Regions from separate parts of the Ovis canadensis genome. Here region 2 is linked to region 1. The links are chromatin contacts, called in public Hi-C maps. All regions are on one chromosome and are shown on one strand. The core of a region is the stretch at or near the end of the contact, and the rest is flanking DNA. Distances in the headings are between cores, read along the strand shown.

Region 1 (6,688 bases), core at 2,055-4,554:
AGGGCAATGAAAAAAAATAATTAACTGCGCATAGGAAGAAATAACTAAGTTCTTGAACCTGTCACTCATGTATTAACAAGACAAAAAGATCCTATAGGTGGTACCTGGGGTCAATTACAAGGTAATACCCCAAACTAAGCTTAGAATGTAAATAGAAATGATTAGGATCAGTTCAGAGTGGAAACATTCAAAATCCAATCAAGGGAACCAATAAATAGCCTTAGACAAACAGAATGACTGACTAAATTGTATTATTCTCAGTCTAATGATATAATGTCCTAAGAGAAAGTAGTTGGTCTGCAGATTATATTGTAAAAAGGGAGTTTCAAGGGGGCAAAGGGTAAGGGAGGGATAATTCAGGGATTAAGTTTAGAAAAGGTTTTACCTAGGGATGAATTCCCTAATCCAGATATATGCCGAGGGGAGAGGAATACACCATGCTAAGTCTATCATAAGGTTATCCAACTAATTCCCCGTTCCTCTGATTTCAGGTTCACTAAGCAGCTAATTGTAATAATTTGCACACCCATTCAGATCTGCCTACACAGACTACACTGAAGAGTAACTGATCCACTGAATTAAGAAAATTCAGTTTGATTGTCCTTTTAGATTTTTCTAAATAACCAACTCATCACAACCAACTCATCACTTAGAAAAACATACTTTCATTTTCACAAGCCCTCCACTTCATCATACTACTTAACTTCAGGAATATATAACGCCTCGAAGCCTCTAGACTCCTCTTCTGTAAAATGGGAACAGAATAATTACTTGCCAAAATAAGGGACATCTGTGTTTGGTCACAAAGCTAGTAACTGCAGAAAGCTGAGATGTGAACCTAGATTTTATTCCAAAACCTTTTTTTCCTTCCTCCATTGCAACATTCTTTATAAAGGCTAGTCTCATTTATAACCAAAAACTGTAAGACTTGGGACAATTTACTTAACCTTTCCGGGCCTTACATCTTTAAATGACCTTCCTTGTAGGGCTTAGGCAACTAAAAGTTGTGAAAAAAAACTGTTGCCATTACCCCCCTGAGAAAAACAACCCTATGCCTTAATGTTAAAGTCTCAACTTCTGAGAAATTTCTGGGCTACAGGGTTATTAGACAGTGCCTAATTAACTCCACTAAAAGTGTTCTAAACAGCAAGATCACTCCAACACACAAAGGGACTAGTATCTGAAAGGTGACTTTCTGAAATCAATGCCTGGCTACCGATACAAAAGAATGAATTCCATCTACAACCACAGGTTGTCTTAGGAGGACTGATTAACATCTGCTTGGCTTGGAAAGAGATTATCAAAATGATAAGACTATTATCTTTAATCCAGAAATACTAAGACAAGATTTAAGAAGTACCATTTACCTGTTTAATAACTAAGAACTTATGATTTTGGTAAATACATTCTCTACCAGTTCGAACCAACTAGTTGGTAGAAGTAACTTTACAGTCAACATTTCAAATATCCTAAGTTTAAAGTAAACTACATTTAAATGAAAACTTTTTGAAAAAGGGGATTACAGAAAATCTCAGCATAGAAATCTGGAGAAGGAAGCAAGTAAAAACTACCACAATTTACCAAAAGCATACCTTTGGAAAGAGAAGTTCAACAAAAAGTTTAAGGAGATGAATTTAGTATAATCATTCACTAAGTCTTATACAAATAGCTTCCTCTACATTTACATACTACTCTCTCATATTTCACATTATCCTGACATGATAAAAAGAATTTTCTCGGTTGCATGTTCTCCTAAAAGGGGTAGCGTCAAAGGTTAAGGAAAGAGTTTAATTCATTCTTCAAAGAGCTACCAGATTTGACTTCCAACAGCACGCTAAAAGACTACCAACATTAAAGCAGCTTTTCTAAAATCACAGCTAATAACATTCTAACCACAAAGCCAACCTTACAGGGTTAAAACCTTCAACCTCGCTTATTAAACTTTCCTTCTGATTCAATCTGACGGGCAAAGAAATCTGAGTCATGAAAAAAATTAAATCAAATTCAGTGCTATGATTAGAAAATTGTCATTCCTCCCCCTCCCCCCAACTCCCCCGGTTAACTTTTGAAAACTTATTCCCAGGCTTTCGAACCCCCCACGCCTAAATTCCCTACACCTCTCTCCTAACAGGAAAGATGTCTTCACCCAGTAGAGTGAGTTTTAGCTGATAAACCTTTCCCCCAAAGATCTGAAAAAGCAGGAGCAACATATATCGTACCTGGGCGTTGGCTTCGTGGAGTTTGTGCTCGGTAGAGACGTGGTGCCTCAGAAGGAGGGTTTTCTTGTAGTTGCGGGTCCCTCGCGAAAGCTCGTCGTGCCCCACTGGGGGCAGATCCCCGCTTCCTCCGTCCTCGGGGGGCTTTTGGCACCAGCCGCAAGACATAAGGCCAGTATCCTTGGAATAGCGCAGCCAGGGAAAATCTTTGAGCCAGGAGGTCTGGAAAGAGCAGTGGAGCTTCTGCATTAGGGACTTGGGCCGCGCGAGCGGGAAGTGCTGGACAGTCTCTCCTTCTCCAGCTCCCACACCGCTGCCCTCCGCTTCGTCCCCGCCATCGCCGCCCGACCGCCTGCTGCTGCTGCAGCTGCCTCCTTCCGCCCCGCTGCCGTCGCCCAGGCTCGCCCCCTCCTCTTCGTCCTCGGTGCTGTCGCTCAGGGACGCGCCGTCCGGCATCAACTCCTTCCCCTCCAGCGCGTCCAGCTCCAGCTCCACGGCCGCCGGCCCTCGCCCATTGAAATGCCTCAGGGGCCACGCCGAGGTCTCGGGGCGGCCGCGGCTACTGCCATTGTTGCCGAGCCCCCCGCCGCCGCCGCCTCGAAAGGCCAGAGTCCGACGGTTCCTTTCCGCTAGCAGGGGGCCCCCGGCGCCACCGCCGCCCAGCGAGGTGGGGCCGCCCGCGTCTTGGGGGAGCAGCAACTCCTTGGTTTCCTCGGCGGCGGCGGCAGCCCCGGCGGAGGCCTCCAGGTCTTGGGGCTCCAGGCCCTCCAATTCCACTTCCTCGTCGGCCCCCCGCCCATTGAGCGGCTGCGGCGCTGGCGGCGGGGGCTGTCTTGGCTGGGGCTGCTGGGGCCAAGCCGAGGCCTCCCCGCCAACGTTATTGTTCGCGGAGCCGCCGCCGCCGCTGGCGGTGACCAACCCGCCTCCTCGGAACGCCAGCGTCCTGCGGTTCATTTCACTGAACGACATGGCGCGCGCCGCCGCCGCCGCCCGGTGCCCCGGCTCGCGCCCGGCCTCGGGCCGCGTCCCGCGCGCTCCCCGCCGCTCCCCCTCCGCTTCGCTCCCGCCCCCACCGCGGGCGTTCCGGTCTCGCGGGGCTCGGCCTCGCCCTCCCGCCCGGCTCGCGCTCGCTCCCCGGGGCTGCCTCACGCGTCCGCCGCCGCCGCCGCCGCCGCCCGCCGGGCCGCCGCCTCCTCGTCCTCCACCCCCGCCCCGCGGCGCTCCGGGCAGCGTCCCGCGCGGAGAAGGGGGGGGCGGGCGGCGGAGAGGTGAGCAGCGAGCCGGCGCGCGTGGGGCCTTCGAAGTTGAGAGGCGGAGTGCGGGGAGACCCTCCGCTGCCCCCTCTTTAAAGCCGCGCGCACACACCGACCCTCCAAACAAGATATCCTTCCTCCGGCGCGCCGAGGGGTCCCGACGCGGCTGCCGGCTTCCGAAGCGCTGAGGGCGAGAGGCACGTTAAACTGCCGGGCTCCGCCACATAACGAACCGACAATAAAGCCGGCGGAGCGTTTCCGTCCGACCAGGCCCTGGCGGAGGTCGAATGGCAAATGAACAACGGACCGTGCGCCCACAATGCACCGGGGTAGCAGTAACCGCTGGAGGGGGAAAGGGTGGGGGCCGGGCGGGGGGAGGGGGCTGGGCTTGGGGCTGGGCTGGGGTGGGGTGGGGGCGCCTGGGGACCGGGAAAGGGGCCGGGCCGCGCCTCCGGCCTGGGGGCGGGGGTGCGGCCGCGGGGGAAGGAAGTCGGCCGAGGGGCGGGGGACAAAAGGCCGGGCGGCGGGCTGGGGGGTCTCGGGGAGGGGGCGGGCGTGTGCAGCCGGGGCCGGGCTCCGCGGAGGACAAACAGCTGGCGAGTGTCAGGTCTGGCCGCCTCCCCGCTGCCCGCACGCACCTACCCGCGCCCGGGACGCACATTTTCCTTCCCTCGCCACGAGTTCACCTGGGACTTTGAGAAATAACTGTACGGTGGGAGCTGCTCTCCAGCCTTGTCATTTGCTGAGGTGGGGTGGGTGGGGGCGGGGGGTAACGGTGCCCGAGGAAGTGAACTTATTTTTGTTCCTTCACAAAGACTGGACCAGGCTGTACCTTTCGGGCGAGGAGGTTACAACCGGGGGCACCTCCTCGTCTGCTGCATTGTGTATTCGATGCAGCAGCTCTGGGCGATAATCATTTCACAGAAAATGCACCGCCCCGAGTGTCTTATTGCTGTGATGAAATGGAAATTTAAATAAAAGGTCGAACACGTGCGTTCAGTGGGAAGTATTGACATGGGTGTTACATCACCAGCAGCCAATCAGATAGCTCCAGTCGTGTTTATACTTCTACAACCACCTTGTGAGTATTACAGTATGTCATAACGTTATAAATATTAGGCAGGGTTTTCCCCAAGAGTGGGGAGGAGTCGGCTCACACAGACGCTGCGTGCGACTCCGAAGAGCGTGTGTGTTAAGACAAGGATTGATTTTTAAGACTTTGGGTTGTTCTTTTTTTTTTTTTTAACTGTTGACACTGCACATGGAATTTAGAGTGATTAGAAAAACAGATGGAGCTGGAAATGAAACTCTTACAATAATAATCGTAGTCAACTTGTTCAGAAAAAGATTTTCCAATTTGGAGCCCTTATACTCGTATTTTAAAGTATTTTTTAATGTGCTAAATTTAGCAAATTCTAAAGTGTTGAGATTCATTTTACTCTTTGAAACCTGAAATAAACTTTTAAAAACAAGTTAAAAGTAATGTGAAACAAATCTTAAATCATTTTTATTCAAACATTTCAGATTAAAGAAAGATATTCTCAAACTATGGAGGAGCTTTTTACTGTTTTAATAAATATATTAAGAGGACTAAATAAAACAGTATTAAAAGGTTAATCACAAACATTCAAAATACGTTCAAGATAATTATTGAGGAGGGAAAAAAAGGACATGTTACTTTTTACATTAATGTATGTCAGGATGTGCATGGGGAAAAATGGGAAAAACACACAACTCTACGGTTATAGATTATCATGTGTTAGAGGCTTTAATCTTTTACGTTATATGTTAATGGAACGTTATATGATTTAATAAAGAGTATGTGTTACAACGTGTTACAATATTTAGGCTCTCTAGTTTAATGATTCTGTTCTCTTCAGTAATTTCTATTTTTAAAATAAACAGTATTTAAAACTTTGAATATGGTATTTTTTTCAAGATTAAAAAAACAGATTATCCCAGACATATTATAAAATACTATTTGCCTTAAGATTTTTGAATAGACTAAACCCATGCACAGCCATATCCATATATTGTGTAGTTTGTATATTGTATAGATTTATTCATATCAACTTTTACTTAATTCACTGTAATTTTAGTATCTGTAATAAATGAACTGTGTTGTATGTCAAACAAAAAATGTTAGTTCTACCTTATAGATGAAATGTAATTTTAATGTAAAGAATGATAGTACTAACCTGCCACAAAGAGATTTTGGCTTTTAATTATTTAGTTAGTAATGATCAGATTGCTACATATCCATGTTGTCACCTGGCCACCAATGATAAACAGCCTGAAACTGCAATATAAGTCCTTAGATTGGTACAGTTTGTGGATTAAAAAAAAAAATTGTCCTGCTTCGTTTTAGTTGTTGGAAAACTTAGGACAGTGGAATCTCTGATGACCTAATTTGTATGTTGGAGAAATGAGAGGGTTCTGCCCAGTTGGCTATATGTATTATGTACTATATGGAAGAATGTTATAATAATGCTGTGCTTTGTCCTTAATGCATTTTTTAAAATTCCAGGCACTTTGCAAATAAATACAGTATTTATTCAGTTTTAACTCTCACTCCCTTCTCCAGAAAAAGAGGGAAGAGTTACTGAAGTTAATTGCTTATCCAGGGTTAAGGTGATGGGAAGTAAGTGTTCTTAAGAATTTTTTTTTCGGCTTTAAAGATTTTTTTCCATTCCCAAACTGTTAAACTCGTATCTTTGTTGTTGTTTTTTCATCTTATTTGCCTAGTACATAACAGGCAATATATATTTGTGCTAGTATGCTAGGTTTGTTTGTTTGGTTTTTTTTTTGGCTGATTCTGGTAGCATCAGAATTGTCAAAAATTAAGTTTTTAGTTGTGTCCAAAGTTTATTTTTCTCAGACATGTAGCTTACCTTCTGTTTTGGAAAATTCACGTCATCTTCTGTCTGGAGATTTGGTTAAGTGTGCACTGATTAGGGATGAACAACACTTGATTCAAATAAATGACTTAAATACTAGGGCCACTGACCTCCTCACAGCCAAACAGTGTGAGTGTATGATGTATGAGTGTGTGTATATTTTTATCGTTATATATGTATAAATATATATTCAGTTGTCTTCTTCTTAACCCTGAAGGAAGATCGGATCAGAAAGAAAGTTCAAGAGGATAGTAATCCACAGATGTTTCAGAATACCCTGAGCAAGGGAACTTTAAGTAACAGAAGGGGATCTCCTGTTCTG
Region 2 (6,156 bases), core at 1,294-3,793, 89 kb before region 1:
TGCATGCTTAAGCTGAGCCAGCATTAGCAGGGCCACCAACATGCCCGACCTAGAGGAGCTGACCTTTTATGACCCACAGGTGCATGAGCTATACTAATAAACAGCTGTTTTTCGGTGTTTTGGGGGGTTGTTTGTTATACCTCAATAACTAACCAATACAAGTACTAACAGGTAGTCAAAGTAAAGAGCGATAAGAGTATGTATGTGGTACTAAGGGGGGAGTCCATTTCAAATAATTTTCTTGTATATAGTTATTTTTAAAATATATTATTCTAAAGACACTCCCTTTCTAAGAATTGAGAGGTTCTTATATTCATTACCTAATATCCTCATCACATATTTGGCACTCTCATCTTAGTACCACTTGGGTCCAAGCAAATAGGAGGCAGAAAAAAAACATTGCTGCTTTGTTTGGTAGGAGAAGCAGAGCAGAAATTAACACCCATTTCCAGTTCCAACCCAGCTGCACATTCTTGGTATTTCTCATTTGAAGTACAGTGTGTGAACTCATATTCTTCTTTTATGTGGCATGCTATAGCTCTTCTAAAATCGTACCCAGAAGCACTCTTTCCTAATTTTTCCCAGTCACTTCAGGTTTAAAGGCAGAAGTTTTTTTCCAACATAAGTCTACCAGCAAGTTTAGCAGATAAAACTCTTCCAACACAATCCTTGAAGTAAGGAGACCACGTTTCAAAGGTTGTTTTCAATGTTTTTTTGGAGCATGTAGGGTCTTAGTTTCCCAACCAGGGATCAAATCCACATCCCTTGTACTGGGAGTATAAAGTCTTAACCACAAAGCCTTTCCAAATTAGCTATCCTACCTTCTAGCAAGGTGAACACTGGTTCCATTGATCACTTTGGCCTTCTTCCTGAAAAGGTGACCAGAGGGTTCCTGCCCAGCTTTGATTTCCCATTTCATACAAATTCTAACCAGTCCCTTTCCATTTCATCACAAAATGAACACTCTGATGGAAATGAAGTCACAAGTTTCGGTTCAGGGTTCAGGAAGACTCTAGTGGCTAAAATTGGCTCCAAAGCCCTGTGACTTTCCTGGTGGCTCAGTGGTAAAGAATCTGTGTGCCAATGCAGGAGACACTGGTCCGATTCCTGGGTCAGGAAGGTTCCCTGGAGAAGGAAATGGCAACTCACTCCAGTATTCTTGCCTGGGAAATCCCATGGACAGACAGGCTAGTCTATGGGGTCGAAAAAGAGTTGCACACGACTTAGCAACTAAACAAGAACAACAGACTTGAGCTGAAGTTGATGAATGCAGGCAGAGGGGAAAAAAATTCCTCTCCATTCCTTGTCTTCTAGGGAGTTACCTGTTGGTGGCTCCAGCGGACTGGTGGAAAGGTTTGAGAACGTCTTGATTAAGGTATTTTCAAGGGCTCCTAAATCTACTGTCTTCGTTTCCTTTTCCTTCGTTGAGATCATACTCCAAGAGTTGTTAAGATCTTAGGAAAATCACTTAACCTCTCTGAGATTTAAATTCCTTACTGGTAAAATAAGAATTGAAGGTCCTCTCTGGTCTTAACAGTCCTATCATTTAAGTATACATTTAAACTACTGATCTCAAACTAGCAACAACTTTCAGTTTGCTACAGGCTATAGCAGCTGGCTGAGTTATTTTAATAAAGTGAATTAGATTAGATCTTTCATGGATCATTTTGAAGTCCTAGCAGTCCTCCTCACCCCTATTCTTATGTTCAACCTTACAACTTTGACAAGGAACAACCAAAAAGAACAGTAAGGATTTCAAAATTCTCTTCAGGTCCAACTATTGGGCTTTTTCGATTTCCCAACAAAGTGATAAACTATGAGTTCTCTAAGAGAGGATCCTAAGTCTTCAGCAGGACACTTCCATTCTACCATCTTACTGTTGTGCCCAGGCTGATAAAAATTTCCTCTGTGAACTGAGTTTCTGAAAGCCTGACCTAATAGCTACCGGTTCTCAATCAATTGCTATTCACACGCAAACATCTGCACACATCAAGTCAATTTAAACATCACGCTGTGGGGTCCTGACACGATGACAGAACCACCAGCTGTCGGGGCACCGCCCTGAATTGGGGACACAAACCCCATTTTCCTATGTAAATTGGCCTGGGCGCTGCTTCGGCCCCCCAACAAAAGGGGACGATCCTTTTAAATGGGGCCATCTGGCTGTCCCCCGGCCTCAGAGACACCTCCGGGATGGGAGGTAGGAATAGGGGGAGCGGGAGTGATCTTCTGGGGGCCACAAGGTAGGTCGGTAGCACGCAGCTGTCACCCCGACCCCTGGGGTCCGATCCCCAGAGGTTGCGGACCAGCAGATTCGCCCGCCGGGTCCGGGGCGTCTGAAGGTCTGGCAGCGCACTCCCGAGATGGGGGAGGGCGCGCTTTGTTCCCGGGCCCCAAGGGCGCGAGGCGCCACGGCCTCGGGCAAAGTCACCGCTCCGTCCCCGGGCCCCAGGGCAGCTCCCGGCGGGCGGCTAGCAGCCGCGGGCGCCTCCATAGCAACCGCGTGGGAGCTCCGCGAACCGGGAAAGAGGAGCCGGGGAGGAAGGCGGGGAGCAGAGGAGAGGGATGAGGGGGGAGGAGCGGAGAGGGGAGGGGTTCCAGGGAGGAACCGAGGAGAAAAGAGTTGGGGAGGAGGGGTCGAAGAAGGCGCGGGCGGGGGGAGCCCAGGAGGAAGAGGGAGGGATGGGGAATGGGCGAGGATAGGGATCTGGAGGAAGAGAGGAGGGGAGCGGGGAGGAGAGGGGAGCAGGAAGAAGGGCCCAGGCGAGAAAAGAAGGAAGGGAGAGGGAGCGTGGGTGGCGGGCAGGGAGGAGTGCGGGGAGGAGTCCGGAGCCGCCGGGATTGGGCGGGGGGGGGGGGGGGGGCGCTGGGAGGGGGAGGCCGGGAGGAGGGGAGCTTGGAGGGGAAAGGAGCCGGGGAGGAGGGCGCGGCCCAGCCCTCCGGGGCACAGTGCCCCGGGGAGCTCGGCGGCCGAATTCCTGCCCCCGCGCCTCTGGGCAGGAGGAGGGGCTGGAGCCAGCGGCTGAGCGCTGGCGCGGGCGGGGACAGCGGCGGGTGGGCGGGAGGCCGCGCGGGGAGGAGCTCCAGGGGCTGGGGGTCCGCCCACCCCAGCCCGCGAGGAGCGCCCCGGGAACGAACCAGGACTCTCCCCTTCCCCTGAGGCTAGCGGGCCCCTCTCCAGCTGCGCTGACCTTCCCAGCCCCCGAGAGCCGCCCGCAGCTCCCCGGCCCCAGAGCCGCCCGCAGTTTTCCAGGGATGAACAAACCCTCTTCCCCAAGGGCTGTAAACCTGAAGCGCTCTCCCGAAAACAAAGTGCTTAGCTAAGACTTGCTCTCACCCAGGGTTCTCACCAGAGAATAGTGTGTTACAAAACTATTAGAAAGTTGATGCGGAGCTTAGAGTCCTTTTCTCCCTACCCCAGCCCCCACCCACACCCCCAAAAGGAGGGGCCTGTTGGAAAGGATGTATTAAGGAAGGAAATATTAAGCTTGAGAAATTGACAATCTGGATGGAATGCTGACGTCCAGCTGAAAAGTTTGGGGAAAAGCCAAGTCACAAACACATCAGCTTTCTTAAGTACTCTGCTGAGCACCAGCTTGTACGAGACATTTCACAAAGTTGGCAGAATGGGCTTGATCCTTGCTCTCCAAAAGCTAACCACAAAAATGGACTACCATTACACTCTGAGAAGCATTTGTGAATAGTGAAAAGCATTTTGAATAATACGTCTCATGACGGAGCATTAAATGTGCAAAAAAGAAAAAAATTTAGACAGTATTTCAAAAAAGTCAATAGATATAAGTGCTGTATATTTTAATTTTAAAAACCATTATACAAAGGAAAGGAAAGGAAAATAAACGTTGGGACATTCTCAGCTAACTTGGCCTATGGGAAAATGAAAATAAACCTAATTGAAAAAACAGTGCTCACCATAAATAGGTTTAGCTTTGCAGGCAGGGAACATGGTTTAAGAAGAAAAAAAAAAAAAAGCCAGCAGAAAATTCACCAATCAAATGTAAGATTGTCCATGTTTCATAAAACAAAGGTCAAAGAATCCTGTCAAGCCTTAAAGAACACTTTCTGTGTAGATAGCCAGGATTTTGGTTTTGTTGTTTGTTCTGAAAACCCTAATCTGTAACTCTTGTTTTCAGGTATTACTCAGAGGAATATTCTTTGGTTTCTTTTACCCACATATTCCCAAATTAGGTATCAAATTAAAAGAAACAGGAAAACTTGTAGGTTTGTAATTGTACAATATCCCATCTGGTTTCAACTCTTTGACCAAAAAGAAAAGATGAAAACGTAGGCAAACTTCCAAGTATGTCTATTCTAAATGCTAACTTATTTTGACATAAAACGAATGACTTCGAGTCTTTACTTCCCAGCTAGTTGGTATGTAATAGTTTTTGAGAGTTCACTGCATTCCAGGCATTATTCTCAGCAATTTATAGACATTAGCATTTTATTTAATCTTCTTAAACATAGAAAGTAAATATTAATATTATCCCATTTTATGGATGAAGAAACTGATGCTTAAAGAGGGCATAAAACAGGTGTAGATCCTGACAACTGTAGTCGGAAAGGTTGGGATGAAGACCCACCAAGCCAGCTGTCACTGAGCAGTTTGTTCCCTGACCACACATTCCTCACGGGTGGGATTTCTCTTACATCTCATCTAGAATAAGATTGAATATAACTACGGATCAATATGTGTATGGGTTAACTGAATTTCTCAATTTCATCTAGTTTTTCTGGCATTAGATAGGTAAACTCACAAGTTATTATTTTCTTTATTTCTTAAGTGTTCGTCTAAAAAATCTTGGTACTATATTGTAAACTTCAGAAATATAAAAAGCAGCAACCTACCAGGCCCAAACCTACTAAGTACAAATTGTTAATGTAGTTTCACATGAGCACTTAAAATTGTGGCAATATGTGAAAGCATATGTTCTGAGTTTAATGATAAACCAAACATTTTTAGTTGTTTATACCCTGTTGCTTATACTTTTTTTTCAGTAAGGAGTTTGATGTCCTTTATTCAAGAGAAAACAATCCATGAATCAAGGAGTACTGTGCCTCATAAGCAGAGGAATATTGCTTTCTAGAGATGTGAGACAAGAGGGAGTTTTATAGAGAGAAAGAGGTGATATAGAAACACTGCATGATTAACTAGGAGATCAGGGATTTCCTTAGAAAGCCTGAAAGTCCTGTTTTCTAGGGTAAGTTAAGCTAGCTAAAGCTGGGTTGGAGGATTATGATAGATATATGTTAGGTTTCATTAACAGGGGTTTCCTGTAAGTGCAGGCTGACTTAAGTTTAGGTTTGTGACATGGGCTGGGCCACTGAGTTGGCCTCCATTTTATGGGTGCCAATATTCAAATTAACTTTATCAATTCCCCCTTTCGATCAATTTTCTCAGTTGTAGTCAAAGTTTAAGGTATTACTGCCACTTTGAGCTACAACTTGTTGATGTTGGAGTCAGGTTGAATCTCCAACTGGAAAAAAAAAAGGTTGGAATATCAAAGTCTTATTCTCTTAGTTGACTTTCTTCATCCCATTTTTGGCATTCTCAGCAGAGGGAGATCATTTGGTCATCAGCAACAGCATGCATGCATGTAAAGCTTTCGAGAGAATACAGCAAACCAGAAAGATGATTACAAAGACTATACGCAGAATAATACCCAATGATTGGAGGGCACTCTCAAGGCATGGTCCCAATGACCCAAAACAAGCAGATCAGAGAAAAAGTCTGCTGAAGGAGTCACTTTTTTAAACCAAGTGGCTTGCTTAGTGACTTTATGTAGCTTGGTCTCAACGTCTCCAGAAACGTAGTAGCTGTTGATCACAGCACAGATGGTTACCTCTGTGCTCAGCTAACAGAAAATCAAAGGCTATCCTATCATCAAGAACAACTTTAGCTGGACAGTCTAGGGACTTTTATTTGCTTTAGCAGCAAATTCTTCAGTATCTTTAAGAGTTAAGGAAAGATTGCTGATTATAGCCTCATTTCACTTAATTTTCTATTCAAGGGTGGAGGCATCTAACAGAGGAAGTGAATTTTGAATCATAAATGCCCCTGGTATTTCCAGTTTGAGTCTGTGGCTGGGGGCTAGAAAGATGACAGCCATTCTTGTTGTTATATCATGCTCAGTTGTG

The links. A called contact is a pair of places that touch in the nucleus more often than the background predicts.
Region 2: a contact with region 1 is called in a Hi-C map of fibroblasts, with 3 times the contacts expected there. The contact joins the enhancer-like site here to the promoter of ZBTB10 in region 1. A contact is called at or near these places in 2 of 2 Hi-C or Micro-C datasets (fibroblasts and lung).

What each region holds. Positions count from the first base shown.
Region 1 is chr9:66,829,924-66,836,611 of ARS-UI_OviCan_v2, reverse strand. It overlaps ZBTB10 (zinc finger and BTB domain containing 10), which reads right to left and starts at 3,304. Exons shown (of 6, transcript XM_069601083.1): 1 at 2,220-3,304. The coding sequence starts at 3,185.
Region 2 is chr9:66,918,903-66,925,058 of ARS-UI_OviCan_v2, reverse strand. No RefSeq gene overlaps it. Among named protein-coding and RNA genes, the nearest start is that of ZBTB10, 89 kb to the right of the region's middle. Within about 2 kb of position 2,543, the one cell type or tissue checked has open chromatin away from gene starts, as enhancers often do. A contact at or near this core is called in fibroblasts, where this site is marked.